4 separate regions of the Mus musculus genome follow, and regions 2, 3 and 4 are each linked to region 1. The links are chromatin contacts, called in public Hi-C maps. All regions are on one chromosome and are shown on one strand. Each heading gives the region's core, a stretch centred on a gene start, on an enhancer-like site or on the middle of the called end of the contact. The rest is flanking DNA. Distances are from core to core; before and after follow the strand shown. Region 1 has its middle 79 kb from the start of Pitrm1. Region 2 has its middle 33 kb from the start of Gm35413. Region 3 has its middle 27 kb from the start of Gm46401. Region 4 has its middle 41 kb from the start of Gm40661.

Region 1 (2,919 bases), core at 298-2,797:
CTACTTCAGGCAGTTAGGTGGTTTGAGCCTCTTCTGGAGAGCTCAATTTGTCTGAGTATGTCTCTCGTCAGTCTTTACTGCTTATACCTGCTTGGAGAAGGAAATTCTTAGTGAATCTGGTTAGTTTCAGGAACTTCCTAGACTTGTTGAGTTGTTAACTTCTTGAATTTTATTAGCTTTTTCTGCAGGATAGAAGGTTGTACCTCTGTCTCAGATAGCCAGAGTCTTAAGTAGCTTCTCTCCAAGGAGAAATATTTAATTTCTGAGGAAACTGCTCCACAGCAAGGCTAGGTCATACAGAACCACACAGTCTGCCATGGAACCTGCCTCCATTCTCACAAGCTCTCCTGCACACACACGCGGATGCTATAATTTGAGATCCTGAGAGAATCCTCGAGGTATGGCTGGCCAGGAACATCTTTACCCTAAGAGAAAGACTACTGTACATTTGTACATATCAGAGTTCACTATACTCTGAAAGAGTCTTCCTTGAAGAAAGGTGAAAGCTTGCAGGACAAGCAGTACCACACTGAACTCACAAAGTGATATAGCTCCATCCTGCTAGCATCCTGAAGAAGAGTGAGATGGACATTGAGGGCAAAGGGTTAGTGAAAGATCCTGAGAGAGAGCGAAAATTATTTAAGCCCCTAGACCTGTGTCATTAATGGCAGGGAGTAGAACTTGCCCCATTGTTGCAGGAAATGTTTGTACAGAATACTCTAACCATTCCTTAAATCCATTATGCAAACTTGCTAGCTTGCCAAATGCTATAGCCCAATGCCAGGTGTTTGCGGTTTCTGCCTTTATAAACCCCTTACCCCTTGAGCTCGTGGTCGACTCCTCTACCCCTGCGTGGGATATGAGTCGTCCCCAGTGCACTGTTCTTTCCCGAATAAACCTCTTGCAGTTTTCATCAAGACCATTTCTCGTGAGAGATTTGGGGTGTCACCTCTCCTGAGTCAGAACGTGGGGGAGTCCTCACGTTGTGGGTCTTTCATTAGAAGTCAAGGCACTGAGATATTTGAGATTGTATAGACCATAGGTATATTTGTGGGGTGTATATTTTCTATTTATATTCCAAGTAGTATGCATAGATTTTTATTAGACTCTGTCATGGTCCTCAACTTTCACCTTCACACATTCCCCTCCTACATTACTAAGTGAAGGAACGTCAGTTCTTGCTATGAATCACAGTCACCGGTAAGCAACTGAGATTTTGTGTCAACTTCTTGAAACCTGGAAGAAGCCCAACTGCACTTGTGTTGATTTGTGTAATGGCACTGGGGTCTGTGGTATAGGAAGTCACTGAGTCTGCCAACTCGTGCTTTGAACATGACTATACCCCATATAATAATTACATATATGCATTTCAAAACTGCTAGAGGATGCTATGCGCTGAGTGTTTGCTATTCCAAAGCTCATCCTGCTCTTTATCATTCACTGACGTTGACCCTTAATGAAGAGGGAGACAGCTCACTTCCTTCAGCATCTAAAGAAGACAGTGTTTACTGCAGCCTCCGAGGAGATAATTATCGGCCGCACTGCCACCTGCTGGAAGACTCAGAAGAAAGCTTCCTTCCCTTCTTGGAAAAACCCCTGGGGAGAGAGCCCAAGAGACAAAGGTCACCTGCGATGAGTTTCCCCAGCAAGACTATAACTTGAGACTTATTTTCAAAACCAGCCTCGTCCAGTCCATTCAGAATGCAGAGCCCCTCCCAGGAGTTCTTTCTGCTCAGTGGAGGCTGAAACTGATGGGCAGTCAGCCAGGAAGTGCCTGAAGCTTTGGTTCAAAAATGAGATTCAGAGCATGTGTTGGACTGTGACAAGGGAAGTGAAGGACATCGCTCATGCTCACACATGCCTATGCCTGGGTTGTTCCTCTCAGAGGCTCTGTGGTACACTCCCACCATGCACTCTCTCTCCTCCTCCATCTCCTGAACCTTTCTCCCTCCCTCCTCTCTCCATGTTATTTATCTTCATCTCTCTTTATGTCACCACAATGTCTAATACACACACACTATGCAGGTTCACACATACACCCAGATACATACCTGCCCACACATACACACAGCATTATCACCACACGCATGGACACACCATACAGACACGTGTGTTCACAGGTGTGCCAACGCGCCTCATAGGCAGAGAGAGTCTTGAGGTCGGCAGCTTACTATGCAGGCTGTTAAGCTCTCATAAATACCTAGAATATCAAAAGACAGATTTGTCCAAGACCTGTGCATTTCCTATTTGTAGTTCACTAATTGTCTACTTTATGTGACTGCTAATGCTTACTCAATATGCAGGAAATTGACATAATGACAGAGTTGGATGTGTTCTCGGCCCTGGGGTTCTAATATGCCTGATTTCAGTCAGCATGCATAAACGTGGAGTATTCAGGGTCTCCGACATGATGAGGAGTTTACGGAGACTGGATTGCTTCTAGAAACACCCAAGACAACGAAACATGGCATGATATGATTGCCATGGTAACGAGGGTATTCCAAATGAAAATCACTACGGTGCATCACTAATTTAGGGCTCCACTAAACACCAAATAATATTTCTCTTAAGAATGCTGAGCTGTGGTTCCTGGTAATGCAGGGTCCTGTAGCAAATGCCACACTGCAGAAGAAAAGTACAGGGGAAATTCTCCGCATACTGTGCAGGGTTACTGTGGATACCCCAAGGGTGGGAGTCAGACCACATCCACTCATGGTGGTTCATTTAGAGAAGTTCTTAATATATTGCAACTGCGACATACACTAGTAATTTTCCAAACCTGGGATTTGGTTTAGAAATCAGCTCAAATCTGGTTGGCCCTTGTGTCTAGTCTAAGCTGAATCATTATTCCTGCATGTGGCTCAAACCGCATAATGGTATAAGAGGTGCAGGCATGAAAGGAACGTGTTAGAGGCACAG
Region 2 (3,201 bases), core at 73-2,572, 700 kb before region 1:
ACACAAGAGGCAAACACTCTGATGCTGAAATACATCCCAAGGGAGCACCCTGTTTATACTGAGATCTTAGAAATAACACCCAATAAAATGATGAAAGCTGAGCTTGTCAGTCTGTGTAGTACTTGTACATGGGGCTGGCTTATGTAGAGGACAAAAAAGAGCAATGTTATCAGCATTAATATGATATAGATTTTGGGGGGAGAATTTTCCTTCTATTGTAATTATATTCATGCAGGTTTGAAACCATTCAAACAGACTCAGTCTGAACCACTGAAAATACAATGATTTTCTTTCTTTACACATCTTTCAGCCATATGGGCTATGGCTACAGAAGTGAGAAGAAAATGTAGAGGCTTGCAGCAGACAGCAAAACAGTATCTGAGCTGGCAAATAGATATTTATAACTATAAGCACAATGCAAAGACACAAGCATGAGTGCAGAGATGATGTCTTCACCACACTTTCCTACACACCCTCCAGAAATTCTCCAACTACTGTTTTACTGAGCTTATGGATATGATAGGCCGCCCCAAATAATATCTTCGTGCTATTGGACTTAAGTCAGGCTGACTATGCGGCACGTTATATCCCCAGGATATCTGGATCTTTGCCTTATTGTGAAAATGAACCAACTAACTGTCATCTCAGAGGCCACTATATACACGAGGCACAATGATAAACACAGGGTCTTCCTGCCCACCCAGGGTCAGTCACAACCTTGCCCACAGGAAGCTTTCCCCTCTGCCTGCATTACAAGCCTTCTTCCCTAATTCCTTGATATTCAACTTTGGTTTGAAGAACAAGACCTTTACTGCCTGAGTCCACAGCCATTTGCAGAGTACCATGTGCAGATTGCATAGTTGATGGATATAGGAATTGTGCCACCCAAAGTCAGAATGGAAGTATTATGCAGGCGCTTTGGAGGATGTGGGAGGTTAGTTCCTGCCTGGGAAGCCTTAATCTTGGACGGGTCATCAGCCCTAACCGGACACTGGGATCTGGGACTCAACTTTACCAGGAAATTCTGCCGAGAGAGAAGAATATCTGGGGCTTCCTTGTAACTCCCCCTCCAGCTTCAGAGTAACTTGAAAAGTGGAAAACAAAAGACAGAAATGAGAGGCAGGCAGCATGTACTATACAGCAAAGGCCTTTGGAGGTGTGATAAGGATCAGGTAATAATGGCCTCTCACTGAGTAATCCAAAGTATTTCACAGTTTTTCTGGTTCAGCCAGTTAGTTGTGAGGAAGAAAACACCCCCTCAGTAAATGAGGCCCTTTGGAATGAGGGCTGGGGTTTATGATAAGCATAGTGGGGAAGTGCCCTCCACACCCAGGAGGGTCATTGTGTCAGCCAGTATGCATGAGTCATTTTCCACCCAAATGATGTGTCTCAAAAAGAGAAACTCTCAGCATTTACTCTGATTTTTAACCTATTGCTAGCATCTGTCATTCAAAGTGAGCTGAGGTCTTTTACAGTCTTAATCACAGAACTCCATACCTTACTGTTCAAATCTGTCCTGGTTCATCTGAGGCACGCATGGAGTTCCCTGTGACGTCAGTAATAAGTGACCTATTTATCACTACCCCTGAGGTTGCTAATCTGAAAATAGAGATTTTAAGACATAGAGCATCAGAAAAGTCATTCCTTTCTTGTATTCATAATTAGTAATATGGAGGGAACAAAAACAGAACAAGATGGAAAGCTAGACGGAAGCATCCTCTGAGATGCCTGGGTTGCTGTAACTAACTCACTGGGAAAGTTAAAACTGCCTCCCTGAACATCAGATCAATGTTTCTATAATCAGAAATGTTCTCCGTGCTCCCACACACCTTCAGTTAAAGACTTCTTCAGTGAGTTACTACAGGATAACAGGTCCAGACTCTGAGTTAACAAAACATTACCTCATCCACAAACAACTCCATTAACTGTTCAGACCCTAAGGTCAAAAACCCTTTTTCTAAGTTTCTGGAAGTTTCTCTACTTTCAAAGCAATTACAAACGTGACCTTTCTGTCTCCCTAAGAGCAGACAGCTCGAGGCAACTCCATCCAAATCAATACAGGGAGAGAATCTCAGGACTTCTTTAGAATGTGTGCACAAAAGAGGTACCATGTAATTTTAGAAAAACACCAGTTCTGTCTTACATGGAGATAAATATGAAGAGAAAGCACTCAGCAAGTGTGCTGGGATGTGGGGTAAGGTGGGGAGAAAAATCCTAGCAGTTAAGAGAAAATGGAAGCATGGAAATAAGACAGTTTGGAGCATTGGGAATTGTTGGATGGATTCAGCATGACTCCAGTCAGTTTAGAGGCAAAGAGACAAATGTCACTACCATTTAGTTTGGGTATCATCTTTTCCTTCTCTTCATAACTAAAGCCTCGCCCAGATAATAATGACAGATAAGGATGCCCTGTCCAACATGGAGATCATAAAATCAGGAGCTGATGTCATTGGGATGAAAACAACAAAGAGAAAAAGAGGAAGAGGAATCCAGCTGTTGAATGCATGCTTACCTCAAGGCGCCTGGACACCAGCTGTCTGAATGTCCTTATATAGAAAAGGTGGCCTGCTTCAGCTTCTCCTGTCCCTCCAAGGGAAACTGTATTGCTGGGTAGCATCAAACAAAAGAAGAGAGCAGGATGACTAGAGTCTAGACTGTTTCAAACACCTTGTCATGTTTCTCTTCTGAGTAGATCCCAGACACGTAAGGATGTAGAGTAATTTGGAGTAAAAGTTTCTTTGAACTATGTCTAATTACAGAAAGGCATCCAATCTGACGACAGTGATCAGTCTGTCTGGTCTAGCTCAACGTTCTTCTAAAGATGAGCTCCTCAGTACCTCCTGCAAAGCTCTGTCCTTTCTTTTAAAAGTTCCACAACCCCAAACAAACAAAAAAAGACAAGAAGCAGCACAGGAGCCTAAGTCACTTCAATGTGAGAAGGAAAATACATCTTAAAGAGCTAAATTACCTAAAGAATTCAGAAAATTTGCATTTAAACATTATTTCAACGGAGATAATCCAAGGAGGCTGTATTAACTACAAAGGGAAGGAGCTACGTGTAAGAAATCTTCCTTATAAAAGACACACTATTTACATTTGATCTCTGTATAAAATTATCAGCATCATTTTGTATGTGGTTGAGTGTACACATCTTGTCTTCTTTTGTTTTTTTGAACTAGGATCTCACTATGTAGCCTTAGC
Region 3 (2,991 bases), core at 410-2,909, 580 kb before region 1:
GGGTAATGTCTTATCTCGTAGGAGGCAGAATGGATAGACAAAGTGATTTGGGGATGGAGACCTGTGTTCTAATTGATACGTCACCAGCCACTCTTGGCCTATTTGTATTCTTAATGAAATATATAAGAATAGAAAAATTCTTTCACCCCAAAATATTATTGAGATTATATGATATATGTACTCAGCAAATATTAATTCTCTCTCCTTTATTGTTTACAGAATATAATTGTTCTAGAGGAAATCAAAGAATTATTCAGGGAAAAAGAATGCTCTGGGTGGTAGTAACTAGACAGAGTGAAACATTACTAGAAAGTGTCGCTCACTGTCCTCCTGCTGCAGGGTCTGTTTAGTGTGTTGGAATCTTGAGCCCCGTGAGTGACAAGCATGGAAGTGACAACTCTTTCACATCGGTTCTGCAGATGAGCATCAGGGAGATTAATTTATTCCTGGAATAATTTGTTTGAGAGGTGGTTTGATCCTGGTGTTCGCTGCTCTTGCCAATGTGATTTTTATCTCGTACTTAATTCAACTATGGAGCTGTTACGGTTTTTATTTCCCAGAGAGTTTGGGACTTGCTCAAACATTCTCAGGCCTCAATCCAGCCTATTGCTCTGCCTGTTTCTGCTAAGACAAGTACAAGCTTGCCTTCCAATGACCTCCAATCAAAACCAATCAAATCTGCAAAGTTAATTGTAGTATTGCCTAAGCACTCAGAAGCCCAATAAATAATGAATGCTTATTAAACCATATTGACATGATAAATATTTTTACACGGTGTGTTTATTCAAGAGGTCTTGAAGAAAAAAAAAAAAACAGTCTCTTAGAGAACGACATTGTTTTTCTACCACCTGAGTGGAGCGAAAGCTGTGATTAAGGATCTATAAGTTTTATTTGCAGACTTTCAGTTCTGCCCTAACTTGGTTGAAACCATGGGTTCCGTCTTTCATTTCCTGAAACAAGTTTATTGCTGAGTCCAGCCTCTGGGCATTTGTATACAGCCCTGATGACCAACCGCTGCTCTAAGACCATCAAGGTCCCCCCAGTGTCTTCCATCAGGGGCATTTGGGGGGCAACCATGTCTTGATGGAGGTCTTCAGTTCGTTAGGGAGCTCTTGTGGAGGGAGGAGGGAGGGCTGTGTTAGTGGTGTGTGCAGTCTCTCCCACACCCTCACGCATAACCAGAGGTCTGAGAGCAAATGAGGAAGGAGTAAATGCAAGAGGTTGTCATTTCAGTTGTACATGGATCTGTGGCTGAACCACGAACTGACCAAGAAAGGCTCAGGAGAAGTGGAAAGTCATCAGATGTTTCCAGTTCAGATGAAACGCTGGAGGCAAAGGAAACTAAAAGAAATAGGGAGAGAGGGGCGGGGGAGATGGAAAGAAGAAAGGAAGAAGAAGGAAGGAGGGAAAGAGGAAGAAACTGAAGAAGAAGGAAAGAAGGAAGGAGGGAGGGAGGAAGGGAGGAAGAGGGAATGAGGAAGGAAGGATGAAGGGAGGAAGTGGGGAGGAAGAAAGGAAAAAAGGAAAGGCAGAAGGAAACGAAATGGGGAGTATGCATCTCTGCTCCTTTGAAAGAAGAGATTGCCCTTCACTGGCCTCAGGTTGTCTAACTCATAGGGCCAAATAAGTGGTTTGAAAAAGCAATACTGGCTTGAGCCCCAAACTGTGTTTGGGGAAGTGTGATGTTCACTCAGAATGAAGATGTTGAAGGAGACCAACTTCTCTTTCTCCTCTGCAGTTTGTGTCATCAGTTTCCAAGGATCTTTACCAGAACCACAGATCATTTGATCATATCCAACTAGACATTCAGAACTGTCTGGATCATATTTAGAAATCAAAAATGTAAAAAATCTTTTTAAAAAATTTGCTCAATTGAGCAAACGTGGAGAGTAACCAAGAATGCAGTGTCTCTGATCAAATAGCCTTTGATGCTGTAACCTGAAACTGGTCTGTTGCTGCATCTTGAGGTCTAGGTCTCCTCCCAAGAAAAGTGCCTGCTAGAAAACGGGAAGAGGCAGGAAGTGCTCCTGCACTCATTCTTGTATGTCTTCAGATGCGTGGAACGTGATATATACAAACTCCTTAGCTCCAGAAACACTGGAGAGCTTGGGGCAACGTGAAGGCAGGGAGAACTTTCTATATATTTCTAAATCAGACCTGAACCTAAACTTCCTGTCACTAGGAGCCAGCTCAAGTACCATGACCATAATTCAACATTTCATTTTCGAATGCTTTCCTTAGTCAGTGGACTTTCACTACTCTCCCTTTATCCTCTAGTATCTCTTAGTCCTACATTTCCCTGTCAAGAGTCTCTCCTATATTCTTCTATATGCAGGCTCTAAAGCCTACAGATTCAAATAGCCTTTAGTCCACTTGGCCACTCTTTTGAAACTATCCATTTAGCTCTGTCATGGGAGGGTTATGAGAGAAAACTTTGGCATAGCGTTTACTCTTGTGCAACTAATATGCAGACGTTGTTTTGTGCTGGACTCAGTAGGTAGAGTGCTGACATAGCAGACCACAGGCTCGGGATTGAATCTCTAGTACCACCTTAAACCAAGGTCATGTTCACCAGCCTGTAGACCCAGGACTCCAAGGAAGAAAGCAAGAAAATTAAAGAGTTCCAGGTCACCACAATCCTCAGCCCCACGTCACCCAGTTCGTGGGCAACCTGAGCTATCAGAGATCTTCTCTCTAAACAACAATGACTTTGCTAAATAAGCTATTTTCTATGCTCCCTCTCCCCCTCTGTTTTCTTTTCTTCCCTACATCTCTTCAATGTTTGCATCTTTCCATCTCACTTACTTCCCTTATATATTAGAAACTTCAGATTGCTCGAATATGACACCCTATTTTGAACTGCCATCTGAGGAAGGATGGCACACACAGGCTGCTATGAGAGGTCTGTTGAGTCATTTTGTTCTCTGTGGTTCTGAGAAGTCTAAGCATGGTGGGAGGGCTGTTAGCACTCTCCTTCTTAGAATCACCCTT
Region 4 (2,970 bases), core at 143-2,642, 960 kb before region 1:
ACACCAGCTATCACCTTAGCCTTCATTTTTGCAATCGCTTGTAGCCTATACCTTTGTCTTGTTCCTCTGTGTATTCTCTCTTCAGTCTTCTCCTATGACATTTTCCTATCATCAAATTTTTCCACCCAACGTCGAAGAAGAAGGAGGAGGAGGAGGAGGAGGGGGGGCGAGGGGGAAAGGGGAAGGGGAAGAAAGAAGAAGAAGAAGAAAGAAGAAGAAAGAAGAAAGAAGAAAGAAGAAAGAAGAAGAAAGAAGAAGAAAGAAGAAGAAAGAAGAAGAAGAAGAGGAAGAAGAAGAAGAAGAAGAAGAAGAAGAAGAAGAAGAAGAAGAAGAAGAAGAAGAAGAAGAAGAAGAAGAAGAAGAAGAAAATGCACGTTTCTAGTATACCAAGGATCACCCAGAACTCTGTCTTTATTTAAGAGTTGCTTCTTTCATTGTAAAGCATTGTTCTGAACTCCACAAGTCCCCCTATGTGGTGGATTCTACCCTGAGCTTACTGATGCTGTCTCCCTAGACATTGTTTGTTCTTGCTTTGCTTGAAACCTGGTAATTCAAACTATGGCCTTCTCCATCTGATATTTCCAATCTTCACTCAGTTTCCTCCTATTCTTTGGAAATGAAAGGATCCTACAAGAGCTGGTATCATAGTGTGCTTTGTGAACCTTACCAGCACATTCTTTCCCAGGCCAGGAGGTGAAGGAATGAATTAGAAAATGTGATAAGTATTTGTACAAAAGAAATCATGTTAAGACTGAAAAAGAGTCTAGAACTTAAAGCAATGATAATAGTTTTCTTTTCTTGTTCTCTTTTTCTGTTTTCTTTCACTTACAAAGTAACCTATATTCTTAAAGATTATACAAGATTATCTTGTGTCATAATGAAATTGGAACAAAGAAATCTCAACATGACTGTGTGTGTGTGTGTGTGTTATCCCCAATTAAATGCAAGTCATTTCACCTTGCTAAATACAGTCCTTTTTTTTTTTCTAACCTCTTTTTTAAAGGTACCCATAGAGCTTAGCCTTGATATTATTCCATTTCTGAAAGTGAAATCTTTCAGACTGACCTTGGTTGCTTGCTTTTCAGTTTGTTTCATTCTTAGAATTAGTTTGGATGCCTCTACCTCTGAAAGTAAAAACACACCCTGAGATCTCTTCTCTTCTCTTCTCTTCCTTCCTTCCTTCCTTCCTTCCTTCCTTCCTTCCTTCCTCTCATTTCTTTTTCCTTTCTTTTTTATTCTCCCCTCCTTCTCCTCCTCCCCCTTGTCCTCCTTTCCCTCCTCCCCCTCCTTCTACTTTTTCTTCTTCTTCTTTTTGAGGAACAAAGACATGTAGCAATGAGATCTGAAATCTGCTGGTGGGTGCAAAATATACACCAGGAGAGGAAGTTATGGTTTAGGTTGCTTTAATGGAAAGGAAATGACTCAAATCCACATGGCTATGTAATAGACTTACTAAATACAGCTTTTCTTTAGTGTAAAACCTAATGTTTATATAGTAATAGGAAACTTTATTTTACCAAATTGTAATTTTCTTACTGTTCTCTCCTATCTTTCAGTCAATTACTACATCTTTCATTGAGTACATGTTATGTCATTTTTAGCACATAAAATCTGAGCTGATTTCACAGAAGAAGTTGACTTGAGAAATGTGGCCCAATCAAAAGGATCTGGCTTTCATTTGAATTGTTAGCCAAAACACTAGTTCGCTTGGGAAAATGTATTCTTTGTCCTTTACGGAAAAGGATATGCATATTTACAAAGATGTTATGTACAGTTATTGTCATAGGTGAAATTCATATAATTATGTCCATCTCCCAGGTGTTACTGTTTCCTAGGAAATATCAGATATACAGAAACAGCATAAGCAAATACTGAAAATCTTACCTAAGTTCACTTATCAGAAGCCATGAAATAAAAGAATCCATCCACCTGTTTATTTAAAAACTACTTAAAATTTGTATTGATTTGCATTAAATATCTCTTAAATACTTTTGATATTTATTATAAGATTTATAGTAGGTCAGATTAAGGAAATAACATATGTATCAAAAGATGGCCTAGTCAGCCATCACTGGAAAGAGATGCCCATTGGATAGGCAAACTTTATATGCCCCAGTACAGGGGAACGCCAGGGCCAAAAAATGGGAATGGGTGGGTAGGGGAGTTGGGGGGGGAGGGTGTGGGGGACTTTTGGGATAGCATTGGAAATGTAATTGAGGAAAACACGTAATAAAAAAAAGGAAATAACAGACCACTTTTGCATTTAGCAATTTTGCTTCTCTGTAAAGTTACAATGACAATTAGTGTAAACCCCAGCAAGATGTTATAGAACAAGCTTGAATACAGAAGTGAAGTGTGTGGATTTTAGAGATATTTACATAACTAAATGGTTTACAATGCTTAATCATATGAAATTTCTACTCAAGGCCCTTAAAATTGTAAGAACAAAAAGATGACTTAAAACACTGGCATTAATGAAGAATTCAGGCTTTCTAGAAATTTTACTCAGTTTACATAAAAAAGAAAATGTTCAATTTTCCTTCTGATTGACCCTCATGTAACTGACCAGGCTTTCAGAAAAGTTACTGAAACTGGAAACTAGTGAGACAAGGGTTTGGAGAGAGTGTTTTTCATGCCCACCTGATGAAATTGAGTCTTTAAAACTGACACTTGTCATGACTTTGCAAGACACACTCAAGTCATGAAGGACCTAAGGCTGCAGTGCAGATAATCTGATCCCCTAGAAAATTTTTATTTTCTTCATATTGCAACTATTCATAGGGCACCTTCAAAATGAATATTTGTAACATAGGGAGAGAATACTATTAAAATAATATTAGCAAAATGAAAGAAAAAGGAACAATCTTATAACTACATAAAGTGTATGACTGAGATAATATTTCATTTCGATATTGTGTTTTTCTATTGGATGAATGACATAGGTCCTACAGAACCTAAGGGTAGTGGAGC

Evidence for each region. Hi-C and Micro-C count contacts between places; a contact is called where the count stands out from the background.
Region 2: a contact with region 1 is called in a Hi-C map of bone marrow-derived macrophages, with 9 times the contacts expected there. The contact joins two enhancer-like sites. A contact is called at or near these places in 7 of 484 Hi-C or Micro-C datasets (bone marrow-derived dendritic cells, bone marrow-derived macrophages, cortical neurons and 4 more) and 3 of 115 datasets of contacts at active chromatin or transcription factors (CD8 T cells, bone marrow-derived dendritic cells and embryonic fibroblasts).
Region 3: a Hi-C map of bone marrow-derived macrophages shows a contact between it and region 1, with 4 times the contacts expected there. The contact joins two enhancer-like sites. A contact is called at or near these places in 2 of 15 datasets of contacts at CTCF or cohesin (both in the NIH/3T3 cell line), 43 of 484 Hi-C or Micro-C datasets (3T3-L1-derived adipocytes, the AML12 cell line, the C2C12 cell line and 27 more) and 10 of 115 datasets of contacts at active chromatin or transcription factors (PVALB interneurons, Th17 cells, bone marrow-derived dendritic cells and 7 more).
Region 4: a Hi-C map of bone marrow-derived macrophages shows a contact between it and region 1, with 5 times the contacts expected there. The contact joins two enhancer-like sites. A contact is called at or near these places in 6 of 484 Hi-C or Micro-C datasets (the BV-2 cell line, bone marrow-derived macrophages, cerebral cortex and 1 more) and 1 of 115 datasets of contacts at active chromatin or transcription factors (neural progenitor cells).

What each region holds. Positions count from the first base shown.
Region 1 is chr13:6,467,969-6,470,887 of GRCm38.p6, forward strand. No RefSeq gene overlaps it. Among named protein-coding and RNA genes, the nearest start is that of Pitrm1, 79 kb to the right of the region's middle. Within about 2 kb of position 1,548, at least 50 of the 459 cell types and tissues checked have an H3K27ac peak or open chromatin away from gene starts, as enhancers often do. A contact at or near this core is called in CD8 T cells, Th17 cells, bone marrow-derived macrophages and 1 more, where this site is marked.
Region 2 is chr13:5,768,534-5,771,734 of GRCm38.p6, forward strand. No RefSeq gene overlaps it. Among named protein-coding and RNA genes, the nearest start is that of Gm35413, 33 kb to the right of the region's middle. Within about 2 kb of position 1,323, at least 85 of the 459 cell types and tissues checked have an H3K27ac peak or open chromatin away from gene starts, as enhancers often do. A contact at or near this core is called in CD8 T cells and bone marrow-derived macrophages, where this site is marked.
Region 3 is chr13:5,887,277-5,890,267 of GRCm38.p6, forward strand. No RefSeq gene overlaps it. Among named protein-coding and RNA genes, the nearest start is that of Gm46401, 27 kb to the right of the region's middle. Within about 2 kb of position 1,660, at least 111 of the 459 cell types and tissues checked have an H3K27ac peak or open chromatin away from gene starts, as enhancers often do. A contact at or near this core is called in Th17 cells, bone marrow-derived macrophages and embryonic fibroblasts, where this site is marked.
Region 4 is chr13:5,510,604-5,513,573 of GRCm38.p6, forward strand. No RefSeq gene overlaps it. Among named protein-coding and RNA genes, the nearest start is that of Gm40661, 41 kb to the right of the region's middle. Within about 2 kb of position 1,393, at least 44 of the 459 cell types and tissues checked have an H3K27ac peak or open chromatin away from gene starts, as enhancers often do. A contact at or near this core is called in bone marrow-derived macrophages, where this site is marked.